Regions from separate parts of the Gossypium hirsutum genome. Here region 1 is linked to region 2. Evidence: chromatin contacts called from public Hi-C data. All regions are on one chromosome and are shown on one strand. Each heading gives the region's core, a stretch centred on a gene start, on an enhancer-like site or on the middle of the called end of the contact. The rest is flanking DNA. Distances are from core to core; before and after follow the strand shown. Region 1 holds the start of LOC107963874 (60S ribosomal protein L12-3). Region 2 holds the start of LOC107963882 (serine/threonine-protein phosphatase 6 regulatory subunit 3).

Evidence for each region. Hi-C and Micro-C count contacts between places; a contact is called where the count stands out from the background.
Region 1: a Hi-C map of leaf shows a contact between it and region 2, with 1.9 times the contacts expected there. The contact joins the promoter of LOC107963874 here to the promoter of LOC107963882 in region 2. A contact is called at or near these places in 4 of 34 Hi-C or Micro-C datasets (hypocotyl and leaf).

The regions. Positions count from the first base shown.
Region 1 is chrA03:6,539,073-6,543,686 of Gossypium_hirsutum_v2.1, reverse strand. LOC107963874 (60S ribosomal protein L12-3) reads right to left here and starts at 1,341. Exons shown (of 1, transcript XM_016900382.2): 1 at 551-1,341. The coding sequence starts at 1,220. The coding sequence ends at 720. It overlaps LOC107887978 (a long non-coding RNA gene), which reads left to right and starts at 3,036. Exons shown (of 2, transcript XR_001681227.2): 1 at 3,036-3,122.
Region 2 is chrA03:6,307,688-6,312,466 of Gossypium_hirsutum_v2.1, reverse strand. It overlaps LOC107963882 (serine/threonine-protein phosphatase 6 regulatory subunit 3), which reads left to right and starts at 1,417. Exons shown (of 21, transcript XR_005921752.1): 1 at 1,417-1,444; 2 at 1,828-1,868; 3 at 2,404-2,507; 4 at 2,686-2,772; 5 at 2,870-2,945; 6 at 3,035-3,109; 7 at 3,223-3,276; 8 at 3,739-3,798; 9 at 3,902-4,018; 10 at 4,103-4,197; 11 at 4,312-4,520; 12 at 4,633-4,730.

The sequences.
Region 1 (4,614 bases), core at 92-2,591, 230 kb before region 2:
TTTTAAAATTTTCGGATTATTTCTGCTCCAGGTCTTCATTTAAGGTTTGGGAGGCTGAGGTTTTTTTAGACCGGGTCAATACAAGTTCAATCATTTTGGGTTCAAGCCGGTTTAGGGTTTCGGAGCAAAATTCACAGGTCTAGCTGACAACTGCAAGAATAGGACTCTCAAACTTTTGAAAATAATCTAAGCCTGAACAGCTACAACTAACAATGCACATAATCCTGTTGTGATAACAAAGTATTCTAATAGTATGTGCATTCAGATTCTTTAGCAACAACATTCAAAGATATATCAATCTTAAAAATACAATCTCAATAACATTACTCATAGAGAACCAGTAGATCAATGCAATCAAGTTCCTAAATCACATTGAATAACTTAAAAACTATACTAAAATGCAACATTTTCCATTAATTTCTCACTTACTAAGCTGAAGCATGGTCAAAAGACTCACATTTTCAATTCATTTCCAAATTACCAAGCTTAAGCAAAACACCAAGACTTGCATTACGAAAAAAAATACAATATAAAGGACAAACAGAGGATATAACTAAACATCACATATATAGCCATAAAGATGACCCACAAATGTTAACATCATCTAAAATTAACCTCAAAAACAATCTCTGATAGAAAATATCCGTAAATTCTCCAAAACCATACAGATAAACAAAATTAAACAAGATATGATCTTAAAAGTAATAAAGGAAGTTTACTCACTCGAGAGGAACATCAACATCACCATCATCAATCTCCTGCTGCAAATCTTTAGGGTCTTTACCATCGACGGTACACCCAACGGAAACACAGGTGCCCAGAATCTCCTTCACCGTCCCTCTCAAATCCTTAGCCATGGACCTCGGCCTCATTACTTTAGCGATCTCTATGACGTCATCGAGTCCGATGTTCCCGTTATGCTTGATGTTCTTGGTCTTCTTCCTATCCCTCTCCGGTTCCTTCAATGCCTTGATTACCAGCGCTGCCGCCGACGGTACCACCATGACCTTCGCCTGGCGGTTCTGGACAGTGAGCTTGACGGTTACGCGGAGACCCTTCCATTCCTTGGCGGTCTCTTTAGCGATATCTTCTCCGATCTTCTTGGGAGAGAGACCGAGAGGACCGATCTTCGGAGCGAGTGAACTAGCTGCTCCGACTTCACCGCCGGTGACGCGGACGAAGACGTCGACGACTTGGCTTGGATCAAATTTTGGCGGCATTTTGGCGTAGGAAAGAAGGTGGCTAGGGTTTTCGTAAAACTGAAAGAGTGTAAAGAGATGATATAATATAGCTAGGGTTTTTCTTGTTTAATACCCGATCTAACCTTTTACGAGGTGGGGAACAATAGGCGCGTACGAGGGATGTTTCCGTCATTTACTATTTTCAGAGACTGCATTGGGCTGAGCAAGTTTTGATATTTGGGCTTGTTTTGAAAAATTAAAATTGGTAGATTTTTGGGCTTCTATAAACTACAATTCATATATCCTTATTTTTTTCATATTTTTCTTATACATATTCTCTAGTGCTTCGTCAAAAAATATTTTGTATAAGTTTTATCACTAAGCTTACGTTTTGTAAACACCCACGTTAACGAGGTTTCTTTGATTACACTACTCTACCAATTTATGTTAGGAAAGTTTTATTTATTGAATTGTTAGACCAACATATTCCTTTTTAATCAACTAACTCGATTGATCTGGTTTAATCTAGATTTATATTATTATGATAAAGAAAAATCACTCTACTTAAGAACAAACCACAAATATATTATTGGTAAAAATGCAGAGTCAGTCCTCGTTATAACTGTCATGCTCATTTAATTATAACAATCAATTTTTTTATAAAATACTTTTTTTTATTTTTATGTTTTATGCTTGCCCTTTATAACAAATTTTCACACATAATAACAACCATAAAAATACGAAGTGCACTATTTACTAAATTTGTTCTTTATAACACCCCCTTATCTAAAATTTAATGATGCGTTTAGAAAGTCATTTAGTAGTTTAAATAATCATTGTAATTGAGTGCAATTGAAACACCCCAAATTCTTTATAATTACAATAGGGTGTATTTATTACCTAAATAATTACACATTCATCTAATTACTCTGTGGTGTCCAAGCACATCATGTGTAAAATTAGTTCTATTCCTAAGTGAAATAAATAATAATAGTAATTTTTAATTAATATACTTTTCATTAAAATGTTTAAAATTTATATAAAAATATATTAATAATATATTATTAAATGAAAACAATTTTTAGTAAATGAAATTTCATTTGTAAATTTTATTAAAAATACCATCTAAATCTCAACAATAAATATTTTTTAACATAATTACAGTTTTTTAATTTGAAAATTTATAAAAAGAAAAAAAAACCTCTATTATGATCTGAATCTTAAATATCGTTGTAAGTGTCTTAGAGATTTGTTTCTTACTAGCTTCTAATGTAATAGCTCGATTTTAGGCTTAGTCGGAACAGTGGTTTCGGGACCACAAATCCGACGAAAAAAAAATGTAATGGCTTGAATTTTCAGAGGTGTCGGAACGGTGATTCGAGATCACTAAATTCGACAAATGGGTAGAAAATATTATTAATTTAGTAAGTATAAGTTAAATATGAAGTTAGGAAAATTTTTGAAATAGTGAATAGTGCACTAGAAATAAATATTAAAATAATTAGAATCGAAATGAGGTATCAAGACCTCGGGGATTTTAAACTGAGCCATAAATATTTTTATAAATATTCATGGAGTGTTAAAAAGTTAGTATTAAAGTTTCGTTAAGAAATTTTAAAGTTCCGATAATTAATTGAACAAAAAGGACTAAATTGTAACAAATGCAAAATTTTGGGAAATGATTAAATAGCTTAAATGATAAAAGGAAGAGGGCTTTAAAGGCGAATAGACCCAAGGTCTATTTGGGCTGGACGGCAGAGGCATGAAATCAGCAAGAAAGTAAGGAGAATTAAGGGCAAAATTGGAAAATTGTAAAATTTGCTTAATAAAGTTAGGACCCAAGTGGAATTATCTAGATTTCTCTTCATTTTTCTGAATTCTCATCAGCTAAAACACCATGGAAGGGCTTCTTCAAGCTGGTTCTTCATATTTTTATTACAAGTAAGTTCAATTCTTGACTATTTCTTGAAATTTTTGTATTTTTATGACTTTTACAACTAGGCCCACTTGTTAAATCCATTAGTTTTTGATTTTATGAAAGAAGTTGAAAGTTGATATGAATATGTGCTGGAAGTATATGATGATTTAGCATGAAATTAGAGCTTTAAATTGTTCATATGCTGATTTTATTGAAAGAATTGAATAGAAAGTGAATGTTTGGGACCTAATAGTAAAAGAGTTTGAAGATAGAGTTATATGTGGAAATTCTGAATTTCAATAGTTGTGTAACAACTTATAATGTCTAGTAAAGTACTAATTGAGAAAATTAGATTAATTGAGGGGTTAATTGAGAAAGGACCGAATTGTATAAACTGTGAAATTTGGGGCAAAATGGAAATCAACATTTTGCACTAAAGCAGTTTTGGACAGCAGCAGTAGTGTAACTTTGAAAAATCACCAAAAATTGTAGAGATTGAATTAGAGGATGAATAAAATATGAAACTAAAGCTGATTGAGTCTAGTTTCTTATAAAAGAAATGATGTGAGCAATGGAATTGTAAATCATGAGATATAATAGATTTTGTGAGACAAGGTCAGAATGAATTCGGGTTCCCCTGTTCTGACTTTGGAAAATCATTAAGAATTGTACAAAAATGATTATGAGTTATAGTTTATATGGTTAGAATCCTTAATGAGTCTATTTTTAGAAGAAACAAGCTAAAACATCATCCGAATTCTGTACAATGAGATAATTAATTTTTAGTGAAGAGTGGTCGGAACTGTCAGACAGCGAAACAGGGGAAACTTTAAAGAATAAACTGTACTATTTGGCTGAACCAAAAATTATGAAAATTTTATGGTATGAAGATATGTGAGTCTAGTTTCAGGGAAAATTAACGGATCTTAATTTGGAGCTCTGTAGCTCCGGATAAAAATAATTTAGTGACTCTGACTCGGATAAACAGCTTTGAATATACATGTTAGTGAATATTGAAATTATGGTTAATGTTGTTTAAGTGTGTTATACACATTAAGGATGTGAAATGGAGAGGAGGAGGAGGAAAATTGGGAAATATATGAATGATTCGTGTATAAATGGTCATATGTTTGATTATAACTCATAAACGATGAAATATGAATGATGCTTATTTTTGTGCATTATTGGTCATGGTTTAAGCTCATGTGTGAAAATAAAGTTTCATAGTATGTGTGTATGGTATATTCAGTATATGATTTGGCATGAAATAATACCATGAATGGTTTATGAATTAACACATGTTGGTAAGCCTGATATATGAATAAATGATCAAATTGAGCGGAACGCCGGATTTGAGTACTTCTGATCAAGTGACAAAGTGATAAGTGGTAGCTTTAGCTACACTTATCTGATCAAGTGACAAGTGGAAAGTGATAAGTAATAGCTTCGGCTATACTTATCTGATCAAGTGACAAAGTGATAAGTGATAGCTTCGGCTACACTTATCTGATCAAG
Region 2 (4,779 bases), core at 168-2,667:
AATATTATCAGGTCAATGCTAATTATGTAAATATAAAATATTTTTTGCACCATATTATGGGGTATGATATAATTTAAGAAAATGGTGCCAAACACAAGCATCATAGACATCTTGCAAACTCTTTAATTTGTGCAACGCTTTGAAATGTTGTTGAGAAGATATTTGTTGTTTTAAAAAAATCCATATTAAGAATTTCACCTTAGTATAGCATAAAAAACAAAATTGGATCGCATTAACATGTTTCATATTTCACAACTTCATTCATAAGTGGAATTGAGATAATTCTTACTTCTAAGAGTACATGGAAGAATGAGATATAGATAATTTTAACGATGCAGATTCAAATTCAGACGAATTCGATCAAGAACCAGCAGATAATGATAATGGACATATGTTAAATATTAAAAAGGGAATAACTCAACAAGAACGCACTATAACAATCAAGTAGAGTTGCATATGATTTTTATTTTTCTTATTATTTTTATTAATAATCAAATAGTCAACTAATTTTTTAGACTAATATAATACATATAATGATTTGATTTTAATTTTTGTTACTTTTTTTAGAAATTATTTTTTAAAGTAATTAATATTTTAATATGAAATTACAATGTAATTATACTCTGTCAACAGAACATGTCTAGAGAATTACAATTATCTTGTAATTACCTGTTTTAATCAATTACTCAATGATATTCAAACAAATCCTTGAAATGTTAATGATTGGACTAAAATATAAATGACTTAATTTTTATTTTTTTAAATACATGGATTAAATGTTAAAATTTATAAAACTACAACCACTAAGGGCTAGTTTGAGTGTTTAGCATTACTGTCAAAAAAGTATTTTTGAGAAATAAAATGTCAATTTTGAACATGTTATTATCAAGTAACAAATATGCATTTAAATAATATTTAAATTAATTAATATTATTATATTTTAATAAAAATATAAAAGAAATTATTATAATTTGTTGTTAATATTTTAATATATGAAATATAAATTTCAAATATTTTAAGCAATAAATATTAATTATTTATAAAAATTAATTAGAATATATAAACTATATTTTAAATATTTAAATATAACCATTAAATATTTGTAATTAGTATTTTAAAAAATATTTTTTAATTTTTAATTAATAATTTTAATACATTTGTAATTAAGTACAAAAAAAAATATTATTTTATTAGAGGAGTGCTCTTAAAAAAACATTTTTAAAAAGCTTGAAATTTCATCTCTTATCCGTTTGTTTAGCATAATTTTTTTTCTAAAAATACTTTTGAAACAAAAAAGTATTTTTTTTTGTTAAGCATCGCAAAATAGGCCCTAAAAAAGAGAGTGTATATTTTAATCTAATAATATTTTAAAACTTTTAATTTAAATTCGAATTAAAAAGAACCAAATGAGCTATCCCATCTGGTGGACAGATGCACTATATATGTATGTATGTATGCATGTTAGTGTACATGCATCCATGATGATTTGAACCCTTCCCCTTCTTCTTGGCCATAACCATAGACATAAAACTAAAAGTAGTTTTCTGAGAATCGAAGTACTTCTTTTTTGTACTTTTTTTATTTTCTTTTCACTTGCAAAACGTTTTTTTAGCTTATTTTTCTCTTCCTTCCTTAGCTACCACTATAATATAACAGCAAAAAAAAATTGTTTTTTTTTTAAATTTTAATATTATTATTATTTTTCTCTTCTTTACTCTTGAATCTCCCCTTTTTTCCCTTATTTTTCGATATTTCCTAGATTCACTGGTAATTTTTAGGGTTTACTGATCTAATCTGATACTCTGCCTACTATTTTTCTGTTCTTAGCCATGTTTTGGAAGCTCCCATCTCTATCCGCCTCTTGTCCGGTGAGTAATTTTATTTTAATTAGTTAATTAATTAAGATCTTTTATTAGAGTAAGTTTTATTAGTTGTAATTAACTTGTTAACTTTTGGTTAGATTTTTTTTTCTTTGTAGGTTTGAATCAGTGCTTTTCTTTTAACTTAGTTATGTTGAAATTTACTTCTTTTTATACTTAATTTACTTTTGGATTCATTGATGCCGTAGCAGAGTAGCTTCACTGACTTAGATTTGTCCGCTTGTTTGGAAATTTTCATTGCTCGATTCGATGATTATCTTTTTTTTTGGTTTTTTAGAAATCTTTAAGCTAGTTTGTGTGGTAATGGCTGTAGTTCCTTTTATTTGAAGATGAAATATAACTGCTATTGAATCAAATTGGTGAAAATATATTAAGCTAATTATAGTTTGCTGGATTTGCTTTCTAATTGATGTTCATTCTCCATTTCCACTCGTTTTCTTATGAATATTGTTGAGTGACTCATTTTAATTTTTTGTTTACTATAATTATGATTAGTTTTGTTGACTGCGATTTTCTTTGATAGGTGGAGTCGATATTAGACAAGGAGAACTTTACTTTGGAAGAGCTTCTGGACGAGGAAGAAATAATCCAAGAGTGTAAAGCTTTAAATAGTCGACTCATCAATTTGTAAATTTTTCCACTATCACATTGCGCTTTTCCAGTTTTTTGCTATTATTAATATTTTTCTTTCTAATTAGTTTTTTTAGTATATTGCAATTGGTTGGATGCTATGACTTAAATTTTCAAGTGTTTGTATAATCTAGTAGAGAGCTAGTTCTTCATGTACTCGACTTTTTATGTGCAGTCTACGAGATAGAGCCCAGGTTGAGCAGTTACTACGATATGTTGTTGAAGAGCCTCCAGAGGATGCTGATAGCAAACGGGCGTTCAAGTATGTAATTTTCATTAAACCAGGAATAAGGAACTAGACTACTTTGTGTTTCCTTGTATTGTAAATTTTCTGATGCTATTTATTCTTTTTTGTGTAGGTTCCCGTTCATTGCCTGTGAGGTATTTACATGTGAGATTGACGTTATTCTGAAGACTTTAGCCGAGGATGAAGAGGTATGGCCTTCATTTGCATTATTGGATATGCATCTTTAGCTATGGACATTGCTATGGTTTTGTTTCATATGATTTTCTCTTTTTGGCAGTTGATGAACTTACTTTTCTCTTTCTTGCAACCAAACCGTCCTCATAGTGCCTTGCTAGCTGGTTATTTCAGTAAGGTGTGTTTGTTCATGTTCAGTTTAATTTCTGTGGCTTTTCATGCCATGCTTTCTTCAACTACTCCTGTGGTTTTTATTACCATTTGATGAGTTTCATTTGCTTTGTATTTTAGGTTTTTATATGCCTTATGCTACGGAAGTCTGTTCAACTTATGAATTACATTCAAGTAAGTAAGGTTTTTGTGTTTCTTTTCACATTCTTAGCCCTCTTGCAATTGTTGATACTTTTATTCTATGTTATTTGAATATGGATAGTACATTCAATAACCTACAAATCTTGATAACTAATGAATTGAAACTCAGTACAGAATGTGCACTGACAATTTGAACTTTACCTTGTTCCCCTGTTGAAATTTAAACTAATTTTATATGGACATGCATGATCCACCTATGAGATTGGTTACCTATAAGCTTAGTTAAACATACTGAATTACTGGTGTAAACAATCATGTTAGCTATTAATCCTTTCCTTCTGGCAAGTTTGTTCTCTGGGTTTAGCTTATAAGGATGATTTAGGCCCAGTGACTTGCCTGAAAAAATGGGCTTGTTTGTGGTTTATGATCTTGAACTACAAAAGATAGCATGGTTTTATTTGTTTATGTGAATTTACTGAGACAGATTACTAACAGGTACATCAAGATGTATTTCACCAACTGGTTGATTTAATAGGAATCACATCCATCATGGAGGTACCCACCATTTCTTTGTTGGTTTATTATAATATTGGGTTTTATATGGCTTGGCATTTATATGTTTTGGTTGAATATTGAAATGAGGCACACCTTTTCACAGGTATTGGTTCGGTTAGTAGGTGCTGATGATCATGTATATCCGAATTGTTTGGATGTAATGCAATGGTTAGCTAATAGCAATTTGTTGGAAATGATTGTGGATAAATTGAGTTCATCGGTAAGTGAGAATTTTCTATTCTATCATTTTCATGGCATACTATACTTTGTAATGAATCTCACAACCTGTTTTTGCAATTACCAGTGTCCTCCTGAGGTTCACGCTAATGCAGCAGAAACATTATGTGCAATAACACGGAATGTCCCATCTGCTTTAGCTACTAAACTCTCTAGTCCAAGGTCTGTGAGATCTTATTCTTTCTTATGTCAGCCTTACTTGCATCACCATCTCAATTCTCTATCGTGAATGTTTCTGTGATTTTGACCTGTGATTTCGAGTATGTTCATATACAGCTTTGTCGCAAGGATATTTGGTCATGCACTGGAAGATTCACACTCAAAATCTGGCCTTGTACACTCGCTCTCAGTTTGTATCTCATTGTTGGATCCAAAAAGATCAGCAATTGCTTCTCCCTTGATGTATTCTTTCCGAAATCAACAGATGTATGAGCCTCCAATCCCCATAAATCCGGAGACTATTAATGCAATGCTGCCTAAGCTTGGTGAGCGGATATGTTTCTCTGAAAGTTCTATGTAATAGTTTTTACATATAGTTGCATGTAATGTGTTGGCTTTCACTTTTAGCTATGGTGTTCACAGCTGCTTGTTTTGCAGGTGACTTACTTATGCTTTTGAATGTCTTATCTGATGAAAAACTTTTGCCTACAACCTATGGAGAATTAAGGCCGCCTCTTGGGAAGCACCGTCTGAAGGTTCATGTTATATTCTCATCTTAAAGTTTATGTCATCCAATATGAGATA